2 separate regions of the Capra hircus genome follow, and region 1 is linked to region 2. A link is a contact called in public Hi-C data. All regions are on one chromosome and are shown on one strand. The core of a region is the stretch at or near the end of the contact, and the rest is flanking DNA. Distances in the headings are between cores, read along the strand shown.

Evidence for each region. A called contact is a pair of places that touch in the nucleus more often than the background predicts.
Region 1: a Hi-C map of blood shows a contact between it and region 2, with 2.8 times the contacts expected there. The contact joins the promoter of APOPT1 here to the enhancer-like site in region 2. A contact is called at or near these places in 2 of 5 Hi-C or Micro-C datasets (both in blood).

What each region holds. Positions count from the first base shown.
Region 1 is chr21:67,467,772-67,474,735 of ARS1.2, forward strand. APOPT1 (apoptogenic protein 1, mitochondrial) reads left to right here and starts at 3,165. Exons shown (of 5, transcript XM_018066189.1): 1 at 3,165-3,544. The coding sequence starts at 3,422. BAG5 (BAG family molecular chaperone regulator 5) reads right to left here and starts at 4,665. Exons shown (of 2, transcript XM_005695434.3): 1 at 4,595-4,665; 2 at 1-1,548. The coding sequence starts at 1,520. The coding sequence ends at 177.
Region 2 is chr21:67,406,485-67,413,338 of ARS1.2, forward strand. MARK3 (MAP/microtubule affinity-regulating kinase 3) reads left to right here. Exons shown (of 16, transcript XM_005695431.3): 16 at 5,943-6,854. The coding sequence ends at 6,288. Among named protein-coding and RNA genes, the nearest start is that of CKB, 27 kb to the right of the region's middle. Within about 2 kb of position 2,782, at least 2 of the 5 cell types and tissues checked have an H3K27ac peak or open chromatin away from gene starts, as enhancers often do.

The sequences.
Region 1 (6,964 bases), core at 1,915-4,414, 62 kb after region 2:
ACATCAAAAGCAGCAGATACTGAATATAATTTGCTTAAATCATTAAATACTGAGATTGATAAATGCATGTATAAATCACATTTAGGCTCAGCGAACTGAAAGCTCTCTACAGATACACAGATGTGTGCATTAAAGTGCAAAACCAGAATCAGGAGCCACAGGCTCTCTCTGGCTGTTCAGTACTCCCACTCGTCCGACTTCAGGTCCAGATAGCTGAGGATGTTCTGCGCCAGCTTCACGGCCTGTTTCCGGGCGGCCTTACACTTCTCCTCACCCTGCGGGTCCACCGCATCCAGGGTGAGCAGCTGCTTGGTGAGCAGCTCTTCCAGGCGGATGTAGTTCTTGTCGGTTCGATTGCCGTCGAAGGAGAGCACTTCGCCCTGGATCTCCGACAGGTTTCCCAGTACGTCCCAGACCGCCTTGTGTGAGGGGTGCTCCTCACAAGCCAACAGCTTTCTCTTTTCCAGGGCTTCCTTCAAGTCAATGTAAGTGATGAGGGTCTGCACTTCAATCACTGCTCTTCTCCGGGCTTCCCGGATGCAGGGGTTTTTTTCCAGACTCACCTCATCCAACTGTCCGATCAGACCCTGTAGTTCTGTTTTGGCGCTCAGGTACAATTCAGGAGGATTCTGTGCTTGGAGAAGTTCAGTTTTGATTTCTCTCATTCTCTTGAGGACCTTTTCTATTTTCAGAATGGAATGGTTCTGTCCTAGGTCAAATGCGTACGTGGTGTCTGCTTCCTCTTCTAAGTCCAAGTATCTCAGTAACTGGTTGATATCTTCCACGACCTCCTTCCGATAGTTTCTGATCTCTGTGCGGCCGCACACATCGAGAGCATCCAGGTCAGCCATCAGCCCCGAGAGCACACAAGATAAGTGCCTGCACGTCTCCTTGTTGTTCACGCCCATCAGAAGGGCAATCAGTGTGCCTCTAGTCTTGTTTACTTCACACATCACAGAGTTGATCTTGGCCACAGAGGGGTGCGCGTCCTCAGAGAGCGGCAGGGAAGGCTGCTTCTTCATGCAGTTCTCGATAATCTCCTGCACGGCACATATTTTGGTTAAGGTGTGATACCGTGCTTTCCGCAGGGAGACCTTGCCTCCGGTCTTGACATGTGTCAGCCTCAAAATGACATCCTGGATGCCTTCCTCAAACTCATCAGTTACACAGTTGCCTCCACTATAAAACGGCACAACCTTCTCTTTCACCAGGGCCTGTGCTTCTTCAAAAATGTTCTGTATTTCGAGCCGGTGTGGGTGGTTCGCATTCTGCTCCAACTCTTTGAGAAGACGCTCTGTCTCTTGTGCCGCCCTCTTCCTGGCTTGCTGAATATCTCCTTTTCCTTCAGTATCTACAGAGTCTATTTCGAAAAGCTGTTTGGTGAGAATCCTCTCCAGTTTCTTGTAATTCTTGTCATCTGACAGACCACTGAAACCAAGTACTTGCTGTTCTATGCTTTTTACCTCCTTTTGAATTTCCTGAAGCCTACTAATAGAAGGGTGTTGGTTTCCCATCTCCATACTTTTGTTGTGTTCAGTTTCACAAGCACTAAAAGATGACAAAAATAACTTGTTACACCACAAAGCCTGAAGAATGGTACTTGTGTATTATTACCTCATTCTAAAAAGATACGCTTACGAAAGGGCCTGTTGTCACTGCAATCCAAAGACCACACTTCAGTACAGAAAGCAGAGTCTATCAACCCCTCTCCCGCAAGCAACCTCCATATGGCAGTGATTGAGACTGGGTTATTGCAGTGTGGAAGATAAGCTGGACTGCTGGGCCTGGGAACCTCAATTTTCCTCAGTTGTAAAAGAGAACAGTGTGTGCCTACATAAGTATGGCATGAGGTTGAGCTGTCAGCTTGGAAAAAGCACAAGCACCTTAGGTCTTCACAGTGGAAGCTGCTTCTTGGCAAGAGAAGGGCACCTTTGTGGAAAGTAAACCAGTAGCTCTTATAACCTTCCGGGCCTTTTGGGGGCATCTAAGCACTCCCACCCGGCCTGCTGCTGTTGCTGCTAAGTCGCTTCAGTTGTGTCCGACTCTGTGCGACCCCAGAGAGGGCAGCCCACCAGGCTCCCCTATCCCTGGGATTCTCCAGGCAAGAACACTGGAGTGGGTTGCCATTTCCTTCTCCACCCACCCGGCCTAGCTTCCCGTAAAAGGAACTGAGCCACTGAAACAATGGGGTTCTCGGGCACTCGCGGAAGTCCCCGTTTCTACATGCCTCTCCGCCCGTTAAACACTTCCAGAAAGACGCCCTGTTTCTCGCCCCACCCTTTGTGTACCTCATAAACCTTCCCTGCAGAGGCTTGAATTCCACAGGGAAGGCGCCTGGCATTATGATAAAGGCACTAGCTTGGGCTTTGGAGGCCTGGTACCCCCTAGGCCCTGTTATGCTCCCCCCTCCAAAACACACCGCAAGACAATGAGACAACGATGACTAACTCATTCATCAGCCTCCCATTAAGGCTTGAGTGGCTTAATGCATTCCCCCCCCCGCCCACGTTCTTGGGTTTCTATCAAACGCTCACGGGCGGGGGATGGATGCTCAATCGAAACTAATCCCCTGCCGGTGTCCGAGCCAAGAACGCGCCTCCGGAGAGGCCCGGAGCGGCGGGCTGCCTCGGCTCTTTCCTCCCTCCTCGCCCTGCCCTCCCGGCACTTTACCCAGACGCGGTCTAAGCGGGCTTGGTCTTGGCGTCCCGCGGGTGAAGTGGCCAGGTGGTAGGTCAGCCCTTTACGGGGTGCGGCACCGGAGCCGGGCCCCAAGCTGCATCCCTCTCAGCCCTCCCGGCTAGGTCTGGACGGGGCAGCCGGTGAAGGGGCCGGCGGTGGCGGCGGCAGCTACTGGCCGCGGCGGCCGCTCCGGGCGTCTCGCCCGGACCCCACGACGCACCCGCCGGCCTGACCTCACAATGGCCTGCGGGGGAGGGGGCGGGCGCGCTCGGCCGGGCCGGGCGAGCCGACGCGGAGGGAGGGGACTCGGGCCCGGCCGGCTCCGGACCCGGGAGACGGGGATCGTCCGGGGCCGCCCGCGCGGAGGGAGAGGGGCCGCGCCGCGGCCGCCCTCGCTCACCTGTGCCGCCCGCGCCATGGCGCGCGTCGCCGCCGACGCCCTGCGACTCCGCAGCTCCCGCCGTCGCCCCGGGCCCGGCCGAACACCCGCCCCCCCGCCTCGGGAAAAACGTCCTCCGGCGTCCGCGCCGCACTTCTCCCCTGGCCGAGCCCGCCGCTGGTCGCCCGGCGCAGAAGCCGCCGAGAATGGCAGCTCCCGAGGAGCCGCTGCCCTGACAGACGCCGGGCGAGCGCACGGTCGGCCGCGCCGTGCCCTCCCGCGGACTTTGCGACGGTGCCGTAAGGTAGCGCCTCGCGACGTCGCGACTCTGCCGTGCGGCGCGAGAGTCGGCGGAGGGCAGCTATGGCGGCCCGGCGGCCGGCGAGGAGCCTCGTCGTCACCGCTCTCTGCCGCGCCTTCTCGGGCCGCGGCTGTCAGCTCGCCCCCGAGCGCGGCGCCGAGCGCAGGGATGCGGCGCCGAGCCGGGTGAGTGAGGTTCCTGGAGAGGCCGGGCCGCGCCCCCCAGGGACACCTGTGGTGGCGTCCCCCGCGTCGGCGGAGCTCCCCAAGAGCCGGGTCCCTGAGCCGGCGCGGGCCGGGCCCCCGGCGCTCCGCCGCGCGGACACAGGCGGCGGGGAGAGTGGGGCAGTCCCGAGCCTCCGAGGCTCCTGCGTCGCCGCCACCCCAGGGCTCTTGACAAGTAGGGGCAGAGTCCGCTGGCAAGTTGATTTGTGCCGAATTTCTTGTCGAGGATAATTAGTCTTTACGGTTAGGGTGCTCTTGATATGCACGGAATGTGTGTGCGCGCCAGCGCGTTTGGCTGCATGTAGATTATTAGTGCTTTTCCTCAAGTGGTGGCAAACTTTACTATCGTATTTCGTAGGCTCATCAACACGTTGAACAGTTCTGGTTTGGAAACGGTGTGTGCATACATCCCTGTTCCTGACCAGAGGTCCCCAAAGATGAATATCTGCAGCGGCAAGGAGTGGCAAGCAGTTTTTAGAAGTTGCCCCGCTCTGGGGAAGGATGTTTTAGTTTGAGGGAGCCCTAGACCTTCATTCCAGCTGTCATATGAAAATATGGGCTAACGGCATGGAATGGGCTGCAGATAGAAAGTTTAAACCAAGTTAAATCTAAATACTAACACTTCATTTGCCAACAGGCTAAGGAGGGAGGCTGGAAAGCATCCTTTAAACCATCCTTAAAGAAGGACTAAAAAGAGCCTGTTAATTCCAAAGCATGCCTGCCTGTTAGCAGGGCAGCTGGTCACTGGGATCCCAAGCCTCTGGTTCAGTTCCCTGATTGAGTGCCCACAGCCCCTGACTTCTATTCCTAGAACATAAAATGCACCCAGCATCCCACTCTTTGGACAGAAAGATACTCAACAGGTATCTGAAAATGCTCCGGAAGGGCAGACAGCTGCCCGCAGGGTGGGGCCTTAGCCCAGCTTAGTTTGTGAACAAGCACTGGAAAAAAGAAGAGCGCCCAAACAGGTTTCTCCACTGACCCCCAACCTTTTGTTGAAGTAAGTCTTACCGTGGGTCTGCTCCTTGAGATGAGCTCCGTCTTGGGTTTTGCGGGCCGGGTGACAAGCCGGTGCACACCTGTGAGACTGCCTGCACCTGTGAAGGCGATGATGCTGAAAGGGAAGCAGCTGACCCATGAGTCACACCGTCCCAGTTCTAGCCTTATGACTTGTGTTTTTCTTGGGCTCTGTTTCCCCATTATGCGAGGTATTGGCTGGGACATTAAAGAACAGTTCTTTCCTCAGGGAAATGTGTAATTCCTGTGTGTTTGGCCTCATCTTTCTATGCTTCCTGAGCACACGGCTAGTTCTTTAGGTAATTCAGTTCCTGCAGGCCGGAGAGACTGTTGATTTTAAATATGAGGTCTTCTTAGAAGTCACAGGCTGTAAATCTTTTTTTTTTTTTTTAATCTAAAGAGATATATTTTAATCCTGTATTTCTACTTCGTTCTGTGTATTATTTAATTAATTCTTTGTTCTTCACTTGAGTTAAGGAGGTCTGCTTTTAGGATCTACAAGATTTATTTACCTCTCTTATCTCTAGCTACCAGTTTGTTTGTTAATTAGTTGATTAATTTATTTGACTGCATCAGGTCCTAGTGGCTTAGTTGCTCCACGGCATGTGGGGTTTTAGTTCCCTGACCAGGGATTGAACCTGTGTTCCCTACATTGCAAGGTGGATTCTTAGTCACTGGACCACCAGGGAAGTCCCTGGATTTTTTTGTCATGTTTTTAAATTTTGTTTATTTATTGGCTGTGCTGGGTCTTGTTACAGTGCAGGCTTTTCTCTAGTTGCAGCAAGTGGGGGATACTCTCTAGGTGGCGGGGCTTCTCATTGCTGAGGCTTCTTGTTGCGGAGCGTGGCTTCCAGAGCACAGGCTCAGTGGTTGTGGCCCATGGGCTTAGTTGTTCCATGGCACGTGGGGTCTTCCCACAGCAGGGATGGAACCCATGTTGCCTGCATTGGCAGGATTCTTTGGCACTGAGCCACCAGGAAAGCCCCAGACTACCAGCTTTTTAAAAATTATCATTATTATTATTTTTTGGCTGCACAGCACATCTTGTGAGATATCCGTTACCTGGACAGGGATTAAATCTGGGCCCTCAGTAGTGAAAATGTAGAGTCTTAACCATTGGACTGCCAGGGAATTCTCTGACTACCAGTTTTTCGTAGAAAAACAGTATAGAACTTAGCGTTAAGCACCACTTTTCCTTCCAAATCCAACTTAAACTCAGCTGTCAGATCACATGTTCTCTAGCTGTGTCATACCTGCTTATTCTTGATCTTTGTTGTTTATATCATTGTTTTACACCTTTGCCTGCATGTTTGGAATCATCTGGAAGGGTAAAAAGTACTGGGACCCTCCCCCGGAGAGTCTCATGTGGTTGGTCTGGGCATCAGGATATTTACTTATATTCTCCATTTGTCTAGTTGTTTTTCCCCCGGTTTTGTTAAGATAAATCATCAGGATTCTTTTTTTAATTTTAATTTATTTTTTAATTGGAGGAAAATTGCTTTACAGTGTTTTGTTGGTTTCTGCCATACAACAACGTGAACCAGCCTTGGAAGTGAAGTCACTCAGTCATGTCCGACTCTTTGCGACCCCATGGACTGTAGCCTACCAGGCTCCTCCATCCGTGGGAACCAGCCATAATTATTCATATATTCCCTCCCTCCCTCCCCTCCCTCCCCTCTCTGTTTCCCACCCCTCTAGATTATCATAGAGTGCCAGGCTGGGCTCCCTTAAAACATCAGGATTCTTGGGTTCAAGTCTAAAGTTCTCAAGTTAGAGAACCACGGCTACATGTTATATGTATCAATATTTGCTTATAGTCTGAATTTCACTGACATTTATACTTATAGTTAACATTTCTCAAGCATTTGCATGCACTGTTCTGAAAGCTTTGCATATTTTAATTAAACGTCACAATTGTGTTCAGAAGGTGCTTTGATCATCCCTATTTACAGATGAGATTGGATAATTCAGTTCAGTTTAGTTGTTCAGTTGTGTCTGACTCTTTGCGACCCCATGGACTGCAGCACTCCAGGCCTCCCTGTCCATCACCAACTCCCGGAGTTTACTCAAACTCATGCCCATAAAGTCGGTGATGCCATCCAACCATCTCATCCTCTGTCTTCCCCTTCTCCTGCCTTCAATCTTTCCCAGCGTCAGGGTCTTTTCAAATGAGTCAGTTCTTCACATCAGGTGGCCAAAGTATTGGAGTTTCAGCTTCAGCATGAAATTCATGTTCCAATGAATATTTAGGACTGATTTCTTTTAGGTTGGACTGGTCGGATCTCCTTGCAATCCAAGAGACTCTTAAGAGTCTTCTCCAACACCAAAGTTCAAAAGCATCAATTCTTCGGTGCTCAGCTTGCT
Region 2 (6,854 bases), core at 1,532-4,031:
TCTGAATTCTGTCATTGATAAAAGTAATATCGGCCACAATACATCAAATGCTTATTATGTGCTCACAAATAGATGTCTGTACATTTATCGATATGGAGATACTTGTTTTATATACCTATGTGTGTGCGTATACACACATACATTCTCTCTCACACACATATTTAATCTCCACAGTCTACCCTGTGGAGCACACATTATCCCATTTTATAGAAGAAACTGGAGGTAAGATTAGAGGGAATAAGGCACGTGTTCAGGACCCTAGGGTAGAAGAGTGCTGAGTCAGGCCCACGGCTCGGGAGAGGCCCTTGGTCCCCACTCCCTAGTGTCCCCGGGAGGGAGCAGTGAGGGGCTGTTGTGGACGTGAGTCCTTTCCCCTTGTTTTCTAATTGTTCGTTTTATGTATTTGAATTGAAATTGAGGGCTGGGGTTCAATATTCTAGAGGGGGGCATCTAACTGATTTCCACCCTCGAGTGTTTTCAGAAAGCCTTCTGTTCATTGGTTTGCAGGCAGACTTGCAGCCTCCTGTGGTGCTGTCCTCCTGTTGAGACCTGTTGTCCTTCTGTTGAGCCAGTTCATTCTTAAGAGCAGTCAGAGTCCTTGCTGCTCCAGCAGCATCTTATCCTCCCCTAATAATTGTGCTGATCAAAGTGCTAATGCCTGAAAGGCTCAGGTGTTGGCACTCGAATGCCGCAGGGGAGACCTGCCGGGACGTGGCAAAACAGGGCCTGGTGCCGAGCTCGCCCTCTGCCCCGGGCTGCGCGGTGGGTAGTCTGAGTGCTGCAGAGAGCCCGTTCCCCGCAGGCGGGAGAGCCCGGTGCACACGCGGGGCCCAGTGCTCCCGGGGCTGGCGCCTCTTCATTCCTCAAGGGGTTTGTGAGAGGACAAGTTACAATCAGTCCTATGACTGCTGAGCAGTCCCCTTGACTTTTCTCAGGGAGAAAAATTGGAAATGAAAATAGGTCTTAAAGACCTTTTCATCAGTTTTCACAGGTGTCTTTCCTACTATGTGTAATCCAGAGTGTACTACTATTGATCTGAGTATGGAGTAGATGGCGGTTATCTCCAGTAGTTATATACTTTTCAAATTGGTAGGCATCTGAAGTAGTGTCAAAGTCATCCCAAATTAGAGAAAAATAAAACAACAAAAAGAAGACTGTTAATTCAGTCACTCAGCAAAATACTTACGGGTACTTCCTGTGCTGTCCCAGAACTGCGATTTAGAAATGTCAGTAGTTTAACAAGCCCAGGACTCATTCACCCAGGAATGCTTATCGTGTGATCATACTGGCCTGAGCCATAGCTGGAAGTTTCTTTTGTCAAATTCAGTTCAGTACAACCTAAACATTGCCTTAAATTTTTTAACACGCAGTCAGTTCTTTTAAATACAGCTCTTTCAGTGTATTACTTAAAAATGAAACCCCCAGTGTTATCATTTAATTTTCTATCATTTTGGTATAAAAGCTTTAAAAAGTCTACTTTATTTTAAACTCCCAGGAACTTATTACAGTGTTGTATGTCAATTATATCAAAACTGGAAGGGAAAAAAATAACTTTCCAATGACTTTTTTTTTCCCTCTCCTTAAAAAGTAATTTATATTGAGCCACTGTAATAAGTGTTGATTCTCTTCATGGATAAATATTTTATAATGAAATTCTTAATGTTTCTGAATAAGGTGATATTTTTTGTTCAAAGATATTTTGAAGAAAATTGAGAAATGTTATTTTATTTCTAGTATATTGAAAATAGCTTTTCTTTAATACAAGATGTTGAATTTTATTATCTTGAGGTGTACCCATCTGAAGAACCTTAAAAAATTTAATTGTAGATACTGTCAATATTTACTGCTAAATTTTTTCTTATTAGTACAGATTTTTTTATATTTCTGTTTTAAAGACACTCAGTTATTTGTGATAATTTTACTTTTTCATCAGATGTTATTGTTTTCATTGTTCATTGGGCAGGAGAGGAGCCCTGTTTTACTTGCTGGTTTTATTCTATCTGTAATTAACTATTTAACTTGTGCAAGTCATTTTTGTTAATTTTTTTTTTTTGGCTTAATTTCTTTTAGAAACATGTCATTCAGGTTTATCAAAAGGTAGGATTTATATATACACATTTTTTTTTCAATCTCACTCCGAAATGGCTCCTGCAATTAACATCAGGTTTGGCTTTGTAGCCCTGTTTTTTTCCTTGAAAACTAAACTTTCTGCTGAGAACTAAATACTTATTTCTTTGAAAGGAAATTGGAGAGAAAGAGATTAACTCTGTCAGGCATCTTAAAAGGGACTGTTGCACCCATGTAACAAGAGGCCTACGCATGCTCTGTGCATTTTCTTCCTTTGGTAGAATTGTTAGCATCCAAATAATTCTTTCTTCATACTAATAACACTTGGCATGCTTCTGTTTGAAGAATGAGATGTTCAGTAACAATACGCAATTAATGGTTAGCTCCAGGCATGCAAAAGGTAAGTGGTAATTGTGTGGTTTTTTTTTTTTTTTTAATTTCATGGAGGATTGCATAAGGGAAAGGCTGAGTTGAAGAGTAAATAGTATTGTATCTAAAAGGCACTTTGCATCAACCTCTGAAGAAAGTATGTCTTACTGTAGTAAATGTCACTCTTACCAGGTGGATATTTTGTGATGTGACAGTCCAGAGCCCGGGGCATTGCTCACACTCAGGACACACGCCCTCCAGGGGAAGGTGGCCACTGCAGCCTTGTCCTGCCCGCGCCTCCCAGCGCCCAGAGGCCAGGCCGTGGTTTCACCTGAGATGCCACAAGTGGGTCACAGAGAGGCCTTATTCACGGGAGCTCTTTGTCAGAAACCACAGGAAGAGTGCTTTCTTCCTTCTTTCCACTCTGTGATGATTTAATTGGAAACCCCCTGTACTTCGGGGCTGGAGATGGAAATGGCAACCCACTCCAGTATTCTTGCCTGGAGAATCCCTTGGACAGAGGAGCCTGGTGGGCTACTGTTCATAGGGTCACAAAGAGTCAGACACGACTGAGTGACTAAGCACATACTTTGGGGAGTGATTAAAAAGTCAGAATAACTCCAGTCGAAAGCCATGCGTGTGCACAGTTTCCAGAGCTGGGCAGGAACGCCTGCTGTGTATGTGAGCCGGGTGTGCAGCCTGCCTCCTGCACAGCCTTCCTGGGCACACAGATGGGTTTTGGCTGAGTCACACCTGCGAGAGTGAGAGTCGTAATGAGCTCAACAGGTGACCAAAAAGTGCTTTGGGTTCATTTTATAATGTCTGTTTATGTTTGGGTTGGTCGTGTACTGGTGTGTAAGATTTCTTTTCTCTTTCCCACTTCTCTGTGCTTCTGCATTCTATTCATTGAGGCTTCCAACTGAATATGAGAGGAACGGGAGATATGAGGGCTCCAGGTGAGGGAAATGATTTTTACTTAAAATATTTTATAGGTATTTACTTCATTTCTGTGGCAGAGGCAACACGTCTCGATTGTTCTGCGTCATATCCTTGTTCCACGTGGGGTGGCTTGGGGCGGGCAGCAGTCTGCGGTCAGGAAGCGTGTGTGCTGACGCCCGGCGGCCACGCGAGGGCGCTGCGGCGGCGCGGCCGCCTGCACATCGCCCAACCCCGTCGCGTTCCTGCCACCGGTTAGGCGTTAAGCTGCCATTCCTCCTGCCTGCGCCCCCTGAGGCCCGGGAGTCTGTGGCAGCACTGTCGACATGTGAATACTCCTGGCCTAGTTCTGGTCTCGAGGAAGGAAAGCAGAATATTCAGGAGAATGTTCTTTTCTCTTTTTTTGGCCTTGCAACGTGGCTTGTGGGATCTTAGTTCCCAGAACAGGGATTGAACTCCAACCCTGGCCCCAGCAGTAAAAACACTGGGTCCTAACCACTGGACCTCCAGGGAGTTCCCTAGGAGAATTTTCACATTTCAAATTAAGTGTCTTTTTTTCATATATATATAAACAATAATAATGTGGAGCATTCCCAGGAGGTCCAGTGGTTAGGACTCTGAACTTTCACTGCCAACAGCCTGAATTCAGTCCCTGCTTGGGGAACTAAGATCCCACAAGCCATACAGTGCAGCCAAAAAAAATGAAAAAAGAATGATTATGTGGTTGAGTGGTTTTTGCTTTTAAGTTTTGTTTAGCTGTCAGTGCGTGGATTTGGCTACAGAGAGAGTGACCAGATGGGCTCAGGACTCTAGATTTCTTCCACTTGGGCCCTTCTTTGTACCGGTCACTACCGTGCTGTTTGAGGTCCTTGTTAGCGCATTGCTCTCTCCCTGAGGCACAACTCTGGTCATATGACTTCCTGAATGAAAGCCTGCAGTGGCCCCATTGCCTGCTCGAGCCTGTCCACACGAGGCCCTGTGTGGCCTCAGCAGCTTCAGTTTCCCCCACACACAACCTCCTCAGCTGAGCACGTGTCTGGGGCGAGAGGCAGGCAGCACCCCCAGCCTGCCCTGGAGCAGGTCTAGCTGTCCTGAGTTTGTTTCCAGCCCTGGGCGGGGGGCGGGACAGAACCTTCCTCCTGGTGTGCTGAGGATCAGGGGCTCAGGACGCATTCTGTGCTTCCGTACCTCCTTGCCTGCCTTAGATTGCCTCTGCTCAGCAGGCAGGCTTAAACCACCTCCATCATGTTGTTGAAAGCCCCTGGGCTCTTCATAGCACTCCTCAGACACTGCTCCCCACCCCTGCCCTTCCTGTCCCTTCTCTCAGTCCTCCCGCGAGGCGGGCTCTGCCTCTCTGCGACTCTAGCAGACTGCCCGCGCCTCACCTCTGCTGCGGCTGTGTCCCTGAAGTTTAGTCTCTCCTCCTCTGACCCCGGCTCTCAGTGCTTTTGCTTTTTTTATAACCTATGTCATATTTGACAGCACTTTATACTTGGGAAGCTTTCAAACAGTTTTGGTAGATGTGAACCAAACTGCGTATTCTCCTAGCAGGTGGATGACAGGGAGAGCTACGTACATAGTAAAACCCATGGCCCACCCTTAGTGCTGATGAATTTCCCAAAGGATTGAGTGTGTTAAATACATACACTGGGAGGTTTTAGTGATCGAGCGTGATAGGTATTCACCGTCCTCATTGAGACCTCCGGAAACACACAGGAGAACGTAAGTAGCGGTTCCTGGCAGTGGTGATCAAATGCCACAGAGCAGACCTGGTAGGCGCCTGTTGGGAATCCTCAGAGAGCTGTGCCTGGGGTCACAGCCTGCACTGTGTGAGTCTGTAGGGTGTGCATTTGGGCCAGTCGTTTTAGTGCTCAGCAGCAAATCAGTCCCAACATGTCACTTTCCTGTTTCAGTGGAAAGAGTTGGTTTTAACTGTGATGTATTAGAAGTTTAAATGAACAGAAGAGAAGGAAAAGTGCGGAGGTTTTTGTAGGGGTCTGAGAGAATGGCCCACCTGCCACCCAGCTCTGTTTAGCAACTGGGGCCATTTACAGGGAAAGTGATTTTAAATTCTGTTGTCACTGATTGTCCTGAATAACAGTGACAGTGGAGGTTATGATGAGTTGAATTTTTAAAAACTGGTAGGAAAAGCAGCCAGGCGGGGCAGAACTGGAGGCTGGCCTGCTAACGCCACCTCCCTGAGCTGGGCCTGTGAAGGGCTGTGATGGGCCTTGCCGCCTGCAGCCAGCCCGGGTGACAAGGGCTGGGCTCTTGGAGAGGTGCTCAGATCACTCTCTACCTTTGCCTGACTCCCAAGGATTCCGTTTAACAAATTATTTTGTTAATGTTCACCAGAAGATTTTTCAGCCAGGTGGATTTTTTGTGTCTCGGCTTATGATGGGGTGGGGGAAGTTTAGATCAAAGCTTCTTAGAGAAGGAACTGATTACCAACGGTGAGCCTCTGCAGGAACGACCCAGGAATCGTTTATTATGCTGCATTGAGCTAGCTAGGGTACAGAAGGTGGGGTTTCCTGTGCCATTAAGAATAAACCTGCCACTGTGCGTTTCAGTCGCAACGTGTCTGCTGAGCAGAAGGAGGAAAACAAAGACGCAAAACCTCGTTCCCTGCGCTTCACCTGGAGCATGAAAACCACTAGTTCCATGGATCCCAATGACATGATGCGGGAAATCCGCAAAGTGCTGGACGCCAATAACTGCGACTATGAGCAGAGAGAGCGCTTCTTACTCTTCTGTGTCCACGGCGATGGGCACGCGGAGAACCTCGTGCAGTGGGAGATGGAGGTGTGCAAGCTGCCAAGACTGTCTCTGAACGGGGTCCGGTTTAAGCGGATATCAGGGACGTCCATAGCTTTCAAAAATATCGCTTCCAAAATTGCCAATGAGCTAAAGCTGTAACCCAGTAATTATGGTGTAAATTAAGTAGCAATTTAAAGTGTTTTCCTGAACACTGATGGAAATGTATAGAATAATATTTAGGCAATAACGTCTGCATCTTCTAAATCATGATATTAAAGTATAAGGACGAGCGCACGCCTGGGAGCGAAAGCTGGCCTTTTTTCTACGAATGCACTACATTAAAGACGTGTGACACGCGTGCCCTCTGTCTCCTTTCCGTTGCCTGAAGTCAGTGTGTGACACCCATCCCCACGGGCCTCCTGTCTCTGCGGGTATGAGAGCAGACGCTGTGCGTGTGTGTCGTGCTACAGAAGCATCTCCGTACACTGGCAACCAGAGTTTCTATGAGTACCTCTGTGGGAGATTATTTGGTGCTAAAACATTAAAATTGCCAAGGAGGAAAATACTGAATTACTACTAAGAATTAACTTTAAGACTAGTTGATAATTAATGCAGGTTTACAGTTCATGCCTGTGGTTTTGTGTTTGATGTTTTGTGGGTTTTTTTTGTTTTTTTTTTTAGTGCAAAAGGTTTAAATTTATAGTTGTGAACATTGCTTGTGTGTT